Linked DNA regions of Sus scrofa: all the other regions are linked to region 3. A link is a contact called in public Hi-C data. All regions are on one chromosome and are shown on one strand. The core of a region is the stretch at or near the end of the contact, and the rest is flanking DNA. Distances in the headings are between cores, read along the strand shown. Region 1 overlaps LOC110259987 (a long non-coding RNA gene). Region 2 holds the start of REPS1 (ralBP1-associated Eps domain-containing protein 1). Region 3 holds the start of CITED2 (cbp/p300-interacting transactivator 2). Region 4 has its middle 260 kb from the start of CITED2.

Region 1 (2,726 bases), core at 166-2,665, 320 kb after region 3:
TGTGATTAGAGAGAGTTTGGCAGAGATGATGCAATAAGAATGACTGTTCAGTGTTTGGGGAAATTCCAGGAAAATTGGATATTAAGGGAAAACCCATAAATTGGTGTTTGAATCCAGGCCCATTGCTGGTCCTTAGGCTCCCAGGTCTTTGGAAGGATAAGTCAACATTGTCCTCTGATATGCAGATGTCCTTATGGAAGCAATGTGTGCACAGCCCAGAGGAGATTCTGACTGAGGTTCTGCTGCATTTGGCTCCAGAGCTCAAGTTACTACTAGTAATAGGCTTTTATTCAAATATCTGTCAGTGAGTAATTGTAGTCAATGGAAATTGCTAATGAGTAACAGGGAGATGGATTTGGCATTGCATTTTGAAGAATAGAACAACTGCTTAGTATTTATTCTGCCTATGAATCTGCACTTCAAGTATTTGTTAGTCATCCAGATAACTTCTCCTTGGTAAATATATTTACAAAACCAACTTTTTTTGATTGTTGCTAATTTTTTGTCTTCCAACACTTTTGGCCATCTTTTTAAGGTGTTTCTATTAGGATTAAATTTTCCATGCAGATTTGAATTAAATGTTATCTTCTTTCACCTCTGAATGCAAGATTTCCCCTTTATATTTTTGAAGATAAAAATATTTCTGACTGTTAAACATTCTAGCCATACAAGAGCTGATGGGATAGCAGTGGTTTAATGGGTATAAAGTTTCAGTTTTCCAAGATGAGGGGAGTACTGGCAGTTGGTTGCACAACTGAATGTGCTTAATACCACTCGCCTATGTACTGGAAAATGGTTAAGATGATACAATTTTTGTTAGGTGTATTTTAATCAAAATTAAAAATTAGAAAAATTTCTTCCCTTTATCCATGTCTCAGTCCTACTTTCTTCCCCAAATCTGGTTGTAGAGCCAGGTCAGCCTCGTAACTTTGTAACTTTCAACATGGTTACAGACTTTGGGAGACAGGCAGCCCTTTCCCAATCAAAGCAAAACTTCTTCACAAAGAATCCCATTAATTATAGTGGTTATCAGTTCCATTTTTTATAGCATAATCTTACAAGTTTTTGCAAAATGAATACATTTTCATATTCATATTATTTTGGTTTCTGATTCATTTTTCATAAATGGAGACATTTTAAGATCATGAGAAAGACAGCCCAGATACCATCACTGGGGTTTTCCCCTTCTGTGACAGCTCACTCAGGAACCCAGGGGCTACAGTGAAAGAAGAGAAAACTTAATTTTAGCTTGTCACCTAATCAGTGCATATTTTCTTTAATATAGCGGCCTCATCCCTATATACCTGTTTGTTCCACATTATTGACGAAATAAATACTAGCAACTGGGGTGGATCTGCCTAAGTAGCTGTTGCATGTCCTGTTCCTTGTTCTCTGAGTCATGCCTTCCCCAACTGTGTTTTTGCCAAGACTGTGCACAAACAAGTTGTTCATTGTTTAATCTGTCAGTGGGGCCAGGACTTGAAGCTTCTACAAGCTTCAGGTATTATTCAACCCTACTCTGTCTTTCTCACCCTTTCTTTTTAAGTGTTTTTGACCTCAGAGAAAATATTTTTCACATACTTTTCTAAAAGGAAAAATCTCTGTATTTAAATTTCCTCTTATAATAATATATGTATTTTCAGATCTCTTCCTTCATTGCTAGAGCAGATAAATATTAATTGGGAACTTTGGTTCATACCTGCTTCACAGCAGTGTGCTCATTAGGTGCTTGGTATGAGTGAGAAGCGTGATGTGACTGCAAGGGATGTCATTTGAATTTTGAGGGCATATTAAGAGAGCTGCCAGGGGAAAGGAGAAGTGGGAGCAAGGGACACGCTGCTTTATGGTGAGACTATACCTGCAGCCTGGTGGTCTTTTCTGGGTAGTACTTTGATTTCAGAGGGTGGGGGGGGGCGGGGGGCAGGACTTGGAACTCTAGCAGCTGAGGGAGGAAACCCGAAACCACATCCTTCATTAATTTAATCATTTATTTATATTTAACTCCTAATCTGTGTCTTCTCTTGGCAATGGGGTGAGAAAAAAATAAACGAACAAACATGTAAAGTCCTGATCTTTATGGAACTTACATTCTGGTTTGGGCAACAATCCATAAATAATCAGACAAATCAATAGGAAACTATTATGTAGTGATAAGTGCTGGGAAGAGAAATAAGTGAGAGTTAAAGGATTTAGAGTGATTGGGGCACTGGTTTTGAGAGCATTCAAGGATCATTCTGAGGAAGTGACACTGAGTAGACTCCTGAAGTAACAGAGTGGGTCATGGAGTATTGGGGGCAGGGTATTCCAGGCAAAGGGAATAGCCAATGAACCTGAAACGGTGCTGTAGACTGAATGTTTCTGCCCCTCACCTAAATTATTCTTGTATGGAAACCTGATCCCCAGTGTGATGGCATTTGGGGGCAGGGCCTTTGGGAGGTGATTAGGTCATGAGGGTGGAGCCCCCATGATGGAGGGTTCCCTTGCCCCTTCTACCATGGAGGACACAGTGAGAAGATGCTGTCTGTGAACCAGGAAGTGGGCTCTTAACAGACACCACATCTGTCAGTGTCTTGATCTTGGATTTTTCAGCCCCCAGAGACTGTAAGAAATGAATTTCTGTTGTACATAAGCCACCCAATCTAAGCTATTTTGTTATCGCAGTCTGAACAGACTGAGACAGGTGGGCACATGAGAAGCAAGCAAACTTTGAGGCTAAAGTGAGAGAG
Region 2 (2,700 bases), core at 35-2,534, 330 kb before region 3:
AGAAAGCTTAAGACTTACTCTGCTTGTTCCTCTGATGCTACAGATTGAGGCAAATATGCACCTTTGACTTCCAGTTGCTCAATGCTTATCTTCCAACCCAATCCACAAGTTCCACCAAATGCTATGGAATGCCAATGGGAAAACCATCCAGTTTACATCAGCCACGCATCCTATAGTTAAAGTTCTTTTCATATCTGAAGCAAACTACTAGCTGAAAGTTCAAATTTTTTAATCTTCCTAAGAATTTAACTGCCTTAAAAAAAAAAAAAAAAGCTTTTTCGATTCCTGAGTCTATAAAAACGACTTTATCGTGTCTGCTCGGCTAATTCAAGAATTAAAAAACATTTTGCCTACACTGATAACTTCACCGCAATGTAGGATCCTAAGAGCTACATATACACTACCAAGACCTAGGATTCAAAGACATGGTAACAATCCAAGATCCTGCATCTGAAGTTGCTTTTCCAGTGCTGAAAAACAGATTCTAAGGGACAACCGAGAGATACACGACTTAGGCGCTTCAGAGATAATACACAGACCCTCCCCCCCCACTGTATATTTGCTTGACTTTTGTCCTCGAGGAGCGACCCCCTCCCCCTCGCGAATCCCGGCCGCCCGGGCACCTGCGGCCCCGGCCCGCAGCGGAGGAGCCGGGGGGAACCTGCCCACCATTCGCCCTTCTGGAAACAGTGCCCACTCCCACCCCGCGGAAGCAAGAGGCTGGAGGCCCGAGCCGCCGAGAGGCGACCCCTCGGCCGTCCGCCGACCCCCGGACGCGGCAGGAAGGGAGGGCGGTGGCGTTACCTGGAGGACCACGTCGTTGGGTAGCTGCGCGGCCCGGAACAGCTCCAGCACCCGCCCGTTGGCCGCCACCTTCTTGGTGCTCTCGATGTCGCAGTAGGAGAAGAGATCCGAGTAGTATTTCTGCTCCGCATCGCTGAGCGTTAAACCTTCCATCTTCGCCTCCGCTCACGGCCGCCCCGCCCCGCATGCAACACCCGGGGCCCGGCCCCGCGACCCCGGGATGACGGCTGCGCGTCGCCCGGCCTCCTCCTCCTCGCCTCCCGAAGCAGCGGAAAGCCCCGGCCTCGCGCGCGCGGGGGGCGTCGGAGCTGCAGGGCTGGGAGGTCGCGGGAAGGGGGCCCGGCTGAGCTCGGCGCGCCGCCGCCTACGAGGCCCCGCGCAGTCCCGGGCTCGGCGCGTCGCGCGGCTCCCGCTCCGCCTCAGCGGCCGCGAGGAGAACGCGGGGAAGGAGGCGGGGGCCGCGGCGGCGCGAGGCGCGAGCGGACTCCGCCCCCGCCGCGGGTTCGAGTCTCCCCGGCTCCCCGCCGCTTCCCCCCACCCCCCAGACTTCCCGCCTCGCCTTCCCCTTCCGTCCACGCCCCCGGAGCGGCAGCACTTCCCAGAAAAGTTGTGGGGCTTCTAGTCTAAAGTTTCGGGGGCTCTAGGCTGAGCGCGGCAGCCGCTCCGCCTCCCTCCGCCGCCATTTACTGCGCCCCGGCCCGGCCCCCGACGCGACCGCACCGACACTGACAGCGGCGGCCCCGCTCCAGACCCGGATGTGAGGCCGGGAGGAGAGAGCGCGAGAGGGAGAGAGCAACACCCACCGGGCTGGCTCGGCCGCTCCCGGGAGAGGGGGCCGCAGCGCCCCCTGGTGGCTGGAGCCCCGCGGCGGAGCGGCCGTCGGCGCGGCGGGCTGGAGGAGCTGGGACCCCTGCGAGCTGGTCTGCGGTCTGCGGCTGGGGGCGGGAAGGGGGGGAACAGCGCGCAGCGCATTCAGACCAGGAGAACTCAGATACAAAGCTGCAGTTTGGATTGTTTTCAAAGCTTTTGGCACTAACTGTTAATAAACATTGACTGAAAGGGGAAAACTGTTAAGGTTATTGTTATTGTTCTGTTGTACCCTTTGAGGTCAATTAATAATTGAGGATCAGTTCAATATTTCTATATGTTTTGAAGGGCTATGAGCATCTATTCCATCTGAGAACTCTCATCGTGTAGACACCACTACAGAGACCTAACTTCCACTCTTGCTCCAAGCCAAACTTGCTGAATAGAGGAGGAAGTTGGGGAAATTTTTCTCTCTGGACAAGGTGGTTCTGGCCACCAAGAATTTCTCCTGCCACCCCTAATTTCCTCCTTTCTGAAGATCATGTGACTGCACTGTTCTCTGCTGCACCCATAAGAGAGGTAATTCTCGAGATACCTTAAATAGAATATCTTAACAAGAGTTTATCCTTGGAAGTTCCCGTTTTGGCTCAGCGGTAATGAGCTCCACTAGTATCCATGAGGATGCGGATTTGATCCCTGGCCTCGCTCACTGGGTTAAGGATCCGTGTTACTCTAAGTTGTGGTATAGGTCGCAGATGTGGCTGGGATCTGGCATTGCTATGGCCGGCAGCTATAGTTCCCATACTAGCCAGGAACTTCCATATGCTGCAAAATGCAGCCCCTAAAAAGCAAAAAAAAAAAAAAAAAAAAAAAAGAGTTTATCCTTAGCAAATAGGAAATATTTCAAAAACAGCAGCTAGTACAGAATTAGATTTTTCAGTTTTGGTTTTCATTTTGTCTTCTACACATTACTCCCCAGAGAGAGGTACTGGTCTTACAAAGGGCCCAAGAAAGAAAATTATGACAGATTTACAGTCTTTTTTTTTTTTTTTTTTTTTTTTTAACGGTCACACCTGCAGCATATGGAAG
Region 3 (2,915 bases), core at 28-2,527:
CAGAAGTGCCCGCGGAGCCGCCGGGGGTGCTGCTGCCGCCGGAGCCGCCGGGGGTGCTGCTGCCGCTGCTGTGCTTGGGGTTGCAATCTCGGAAGTGCTGGTTTGTCCCGTTCATCTGGTGGCCTGCAGCAGGGTGCAAATCCGGCATGTAGTGGTTGTGGGGGTAGGGGTGATGGTTGAAATACTGGTTGTTGAGCTTCTGCAGCTGCATGCTGGCCGGCAGGGAGCCTCCCTGACTGGCCACGGGGGGGGCCATGAACTGGGAGTTGTTAAACCTGGCCGCGGGGGCCAGCGCGCTCGGGGGGTGCCCTCCGTTCACAGTCCCCGGCCCCATCGCGTGCCTGATGCCGCTTGTGGCATTCATGTTGCCCGCGCCGTAGTGTATGTGCTCGCCCATTAGGGCGTTAAAGGTGTGTTGGGGCTGCTGCTGCTGGTGGTGATGGGGGCTTGGGAACTGCCCCATACCCATGCGGTGGGCAGGGTGGTGGTGCAGCCCATTGGTGCCGTCGGGGAAGCGCCCGTGGTTCATGGCCATCATATGGTCTGCCATTTCCAGTCCTGAAAGTGAAAAAAGCAGACGCTAAGACCGTAGCCACACGTGTCGCCCACCACAGCGCAGCCCACCTTTTCTCGCCTTTGCCCCCCTCCCAAGACTCCCTAGACACACTTCGGTTGCGATCATCCCGAGGATCCCACCAGGAGCCTGTGCACCCGGGTTCACCACCAAGACAGACCTGCCATCTACAACAGAGCCGCGCGCTGCACAAACATCCCTTTCCCCTGCGATCGGGCGGGGGGACCCAAGCCCACACCCCCCTTTGCTCCCCGATGTCGCCTAATAAAGGAAGTGCCCCGTAGCCCTGCCGCGAACTTCAGGCATTAAATCAGCCCTCCTCATCCTGTTGTTGCACATCCTGTTGTTATTCCCCAGCTCCGCCTCACGCTCTTCCTCCGGGCAAACCCAGCCCTCGTCGGACTGGGTTGGCAGAAGCCCCAGCCAGCTTCTCTCGCCGCGCTTACCTTCCGTCCTTGCGATTTCTGCTCTGAAGACCGAGGGCGGGATCGTTGGGTCCAGGACCGGCTCAGCAGCACATAGAGGTGGCCTTTCCGGTGTGCAAGGCGCTCGCTGTCTCGAAGTCTGCGCCGAGGTCTTGCAGCGGCTGCTGGGGCAGGACCGGAGCCGTTCCCTTTTATTTCCCCTCTGCTGCCTCACAGCTCGCTAGATCGCTAGACCGCCCGGCAGCTGCCAACAATGAGCTGTGTTTCTTAGGGCTTTGGCCACAGTCAATATAAGGGATTTCAGAAAGGGCGGAGCGAGAGCCTCCCGGGGGGGCGGAGGGAAAATGCGGATTCCGGCACTTTGAGCACCCCGGACTGGGTCTGGCAACCGAGTTCCCCCTCGGCCGGAGGCACGTGCGCAGAGGCTGCGGTCCCAGGCACCGCCCCGCGGCCCCCGGATCCTGGTTTCCTCCACAAACACTGAGCCAGCACGGCGGCCCCCGGCACAGAGAAAAAAATCTTCCCTTGACTCTCAGCCTAGAGGTAGCGCCTGTCCGGAAAGAAGCGAGGAAAACTCATCGCCCCCCTCTGGCCGGATTCCCCAACCCCCAGCTCACCTACCGATCTGAGCTGCTTTTTACTGGAAAAGGGGATTCAATGCAGCGCCCACGCCGTCCATAGTGCCTTTTTGCCTCCCTGAGCTTACCAAAGCTTACCCAGGCTGCAAAGAATGGTTGTGTTTACCCCAGTGCGTTTTTAAGCCCTAGGCAAAGAATGTCCCCTCCCCTGTGCACGCTTTCCTGGGTTTTGCCTTTGTGTTTCTATTTGGGCATTAGGTGACCTGATCTAGATATTCTGCGTGTAGGTGAATCTCCCCCCCCCCCCCCCCCCCGCTCCCCCGCCTCAAGGACAGAGGCTGGGGGCGGGGACCGGCAGCCCGCTGCAGCTGCAGGTGGACTGAGCGCGCTAGCGCTCGGCTGCCTCCGCTCCAGCGGCCGGGAATCCTGTCCGCGTTTTGGGGCCCACTCGCCGCTCCCGGGTACGTGTGCTTCTGCTAAGTTTGCGTTTGCAGCTCTTGGTAGCTTTGGCATCCGAGCTGAGGCGTCTCTCCTCTGTAAACAAACTCAGCGATCCTCGTCCCTAGATCCACCTTTTTGCACATACAGTTTCTTGCTTCTGCTGTTGCCCTTGATCCGGGAGATGGGGGTGTGTGCAAACTTGCACAGCCTCCCTCTGGGTTCTGCCAGACGGTTTGGGGTTGCTTTAGAAGTGAACGGGTTTGTAATTAAGAAATTCGAGGGCTGAGTAAGGCTGCTGTTGCTGGAAAAGGAAAACAGATAGATAACATGGTAATCGCTTTGTAAATAAAGTCGTTCTGGAGGTGGGCACGTAGCTGCACGTCCCGTATGGCACCGCGAGCATACACACTGCTGGGACTATTCCTTTCCAGTGAAATTTCTCAGTGGGGCAATAGGTGATAATAATAACCTTGCTTCCCAGAACGCGGCACAACTAGCCTGGTCGTCCATTTGGCTCATTGACTTGCAAATAAAAGCCCTAACACCGGTCTGGGCCACTACCCAGTCAGAGCTCTCTTGCTTTCTCAAATGGGGAAGCCGAGTTGTTTCCCCAACACCACGATGAGGCTGCTCCGAGCTTTTATATTGCTCTTTATGTGGTAAAAGCGAGTTTAGCGCTCCGAATAAGGACTTCTGTTCAGAGTTGTTTCTTCATAACTCGATAGCCATTGAAGACTTCCTGCTGTGAAGAGCAAGTCCCCCCCCCACTACCACCCTTTTTTCCCCTCCCTTCTTGCTCACAGGACTTTTTAAGGCCCTATTTCTAGAGGACTGGAAATTCTGATATATTTCCCCTTTCAAGAATTTGCAAAAGAGAGAAAAACCTGATTATTTGAA
Region 4 (2,726 bases), core at 174-2,673, 260 kb after region 3:
ATATGAATTGTTAGGACTCTTGGATTTAATAAGTTTGAAGTTGATTTAATATCTGGTAGTTTTAGAGGAGCTGAATAAAAATAGATGCAGGGCTTGCCTTGGCTGTGTGACTTTATGTAATTCCAGGCTTGGCTTTAAGATGCATAAAATAATGAATGTAGGTAAAATGACCTCTAAGGTCCCATCTAAGTCTAATGTGATGAGTTTATCATTAGAAAAGGTTACTCCTTAAGTGGCTATAAATGTTTCTTTGATCTTTCTCAAGGTCTTCATTTTCCAAATGGTATGTACCTTCTGGAAATACTAATAAAGTCCATCCATAGGCAACCCTTACTTCTAAAACGACCCTCTAGCCACAGTTTGGTACTTCTAGAGTCTTACTGCATTCTCTTCTCAGTGGAATTTGGTTTTTACAATAAACATTTTATAAATAATGGAAGTATAAAATCTAATTAATGAATGTAATAATAGTTATAAAATGCTGAGTTATGAAGACAGTGATATAGACAATAAACCAGTTATGATAACAATAATATAAACCTAATCATAGCAAATATTTGTACTAACAACACATTTTATTCATAATAGAGTTTTAAAACCTGGCTATTTGAAAAGGGATTGACAAGTTTTTTTAATTTCCCAGGCACAGAAAGAATTAATTGTTGATTGATGAGCTGATATTCTTTCATTCATTCATTCAGCAAAGGACTACATTGGTAAAGAAAGAAAAATTCAGATATAATTTCCTCTTCCTAAAGTTTTACAGTCTTGTGAGAGGGTCAGATATTTATCAAAGAAACACCAAAACAAATGAAAAATTGCACCTGTAATGTTGGCAGCATTTGATCTAAGGAGAAAAGAGAAGGCTTCCCTCAGAAAGTGAAATCTGAGTGGCCATCTGAAGGAAGAATAGGAATTAACAAGGGAAAAATGGAGGGAAGATTGTTCTTAACAGAGGAAACTGTGGCAGGCTGAAGCACTATGAATCAAAGGGACCAAACAAGGGCCTCTGTAGCCCGAAAAGATCAGAGGGAAGGTGGTGGCACAAGGCTTGAGGAGTAGGTTAAGCCAGACCATCCATGGACTTGTACACCCCATCATGGTGATTTGTCTTTATCTTAATAGATATGCTAAGTCACTGATGTTTTTAAGCAATGGTTTGTGGCATAGGGGTGGGGGTGTGGGCTGAAATGATTACAGTTAAGATATGGAAAGAACACACAGGCTACAGTTTGGAAAACAGATGGGAGGGAGCCCAGTTTGGATGTGGGTAGATTAGATAGAAGATGATTGCAGAATTCCAGTAGAAAGTTCATAAAAACTTGGTCTAGGAAGGTAACAGTGGATGTGAAAAAGAAGGGAGAGATTTTCAGGGCTGAGGGAGTGATCAGATTTTCTCAGCAAATATCTGGCAGGGTGTGGGTATGTTTCATGAAGGCAGGTTTACTGGCAACTTCTACATTTGAGTGGAACCTTTCGCTTTCCGTGTCAGGATGCCTATCATGAAAGGGCAGGGAATAAAATAAATTCTCCACACCTTTCCTTATGAATCACTTCTTTCCCCCTCTCCACATTAGCTTCTGGATATGGGGGTGGGTACTTTGAGCCAATGGCCTCTGGATCTACTTAGCCTTATCTGGCTCTTTGGGAAACCATGGCAAAGCTGGGCACTACTGTCTAGGGGACACTTGGTTCCTTCCATTTTCTGGGATCTATAGCACTCTTTTCTTCTCAGATTGGGCTGAGACTAAGAGCTCTTTATAAGCCGAAGTGTTGGAGTAGATGGAGGTGACAGAAAGCCTTGGAGAGCATTATGTTTTCTGTAAAAAACAAAAGCTAAAGAAACATTTACCTCTGACCTTTTTACTTCTCCTTCCTGCCCATGCTGTTTTCCTTTGGCCAACATGCCTAAAGAGTGTGTCCCTTCTACCTAAATCTGATAATAGGACACCATTACCCTAAATTGTATCAAGTAGGAAGAAACATTCTTTTAAAACCTCACTCCTGTTTGAGCTGTTTGTTCCAAGAGAATTCCCCTCAGGGAGATTTTTTTTTTCCCCTAAGAAAATACCTTAGTGGCTCCACTGACTATGAAAAGTAGGCCAAAGGCCCTTGTGTCAATCTAGATGAGAAAGCATGAAATAGAATATCAACTGCTCTAAAATGGCAGGAATGTAGGGCTTTTCTGCTGTTTGTTCAAGAAAAGATGAAAGGAGAGGAAGGGCTAAGAAGTAACCTGGCTGCAGACTAGCACCCAGCTTTTCATAGTCAGTGAGAAATTTCTGTGGACCGAGGAGAGACAAATACATTTCCAGGAAAAGTAACATCTGAAATTCAATAAGCAGATGTTTTTCAGCTCTAGGCTGTCATTTTTCTTATTATCCCCCAACTTTTCATCAAGTCTATTATACAAAACAGCTTTGAGTTAGAGGTTCTTAAAGGGCAGTAAGAGACAGGAGCCTATGTTCATACTAGTGAGAATCAGATGAGAGAGGAAAGCAGAGCTTTAGGAAGGGGGTTGGGGGAGCAAGAATGCAGGGAAGTGAATTGAGAGCAGAAATTCTGAGTGAGCTTCTATGGAAAACATGAATGCATCTCTCATCTCATGCCTCAGAAATTCTAAGACATATTAAAGAAAGCACCACAGTTCCACAGAGCTAGAAATGGGGGCTTGGCTTATGTGTTTGAAGATAAAATTATACCAGAAGGCTGGAGAGTGGGGTCCA

The links. A called contact is a pair of places that touch in the nucleus more often than the background predicts.
Region 1: a Hi-C map of liver shows a contact between it and region 3, with 5 times the contacts expected there. The contact joins the enhancer-like site here to the promoter of CITED2 in region 3. A contact is called at or near these places in 4 of 47 Hi-C or Micro-C datasets (embryonic fibroblasts, liver and skeletal muscle) and 1 of 2 datasets of contacts at active chromatin or transcription factors (alveolar macrophages).
Region 2: a contact with region 3 is called in a Hi-C map of liver, with 2.8 times the contacts expected there. The contact joins the promoter of REPS1 here to the promoter of CITED2 in region 3. A contact is called at or near these places in 1 of 5 promoter capture datasets (liver), 3 of 47 Hi-C or Micro-C datasets (embryonic fibroblasts, fetal skeletal muscle and liver) and 2 of 2 datasets of contacts at active chromatin or transcription factors (alveolar macrophages and skeletal muscle).
Region 4: a Hi-C map of omental adipose tissue shows a contact between it and region 3, with 2.1 times the contacts expected there. The contact joins the enhancer-like site here to the promoter of CITED2 in region 3. A contact is called at or near these places in 5 of 47 Hi-C or Micro-C datasets (embryonic fibroblasts, fibroblasts, heart right ventricle and 2 more) and 2 of 2 datasets of contacts at active chromatin or transcription factors (alveolar macrophages and skeletal muscle).

What each region holds. Positions count from the first base shown.
Region 1 is chr1:24,836,085-24,838,810 of Sscrofa11.1, reverse strand. All of the region lies in intron 2 of LOC110259987 (a long non-coding RNA gene), which reads left to right. Among named protein-coding and RNA genes, the nearest start is that of CITED2, 320 kb to the left of the region's middle. Within about 2 kb of position 1,415, at least 8 of the 83 cell types and tissues checked have an H3K27ac peak or open chromatin away from gene starts, as enhancers often do. A contact at or near this core is called in embryonic fibroblasts and liver, where this site is marked.
Region 2 is chr1:25,479,867-25,482,566 of Sscrofa11.1, reverse strand. REPS1 (ralBP1-associated Eps domain-containing protein 1) reads right to left here and starts at 1,284. Exons shown (of 20, transcript XM_021087342.1): 1 at 805-1,284. The coding sequence starts at 957.
Region 3 is chr1:25,154,014-25,156,928 of Sscrofa11.1, reverse strand. CITED2 (cbp/p300-interacting transactivator 2) reads right to left here and starts at 1,277. Exons shown (of 2, transcript XM_001925774.5): 1 at 1,021-1,277; 2 at 1-558. The coding sequence starts at 550.
Region 4 is chr1:24,894,913-24,897,638 of Sscrofa11.1, reverse strand. No RefSeq gene overlaps it. Among named protein-coding and RNA genes, the nearest start is that of CITED2, 260 kb to the left of the region's middle. Within about 2 kb of position 1,423, at least 5 of the 83 cell types and tissues checked have an H3K27ac peak or open chromatin away from gene starts, as enhancers often do. A contact at or near this core is called in omental adipose tissue, where this site is marked.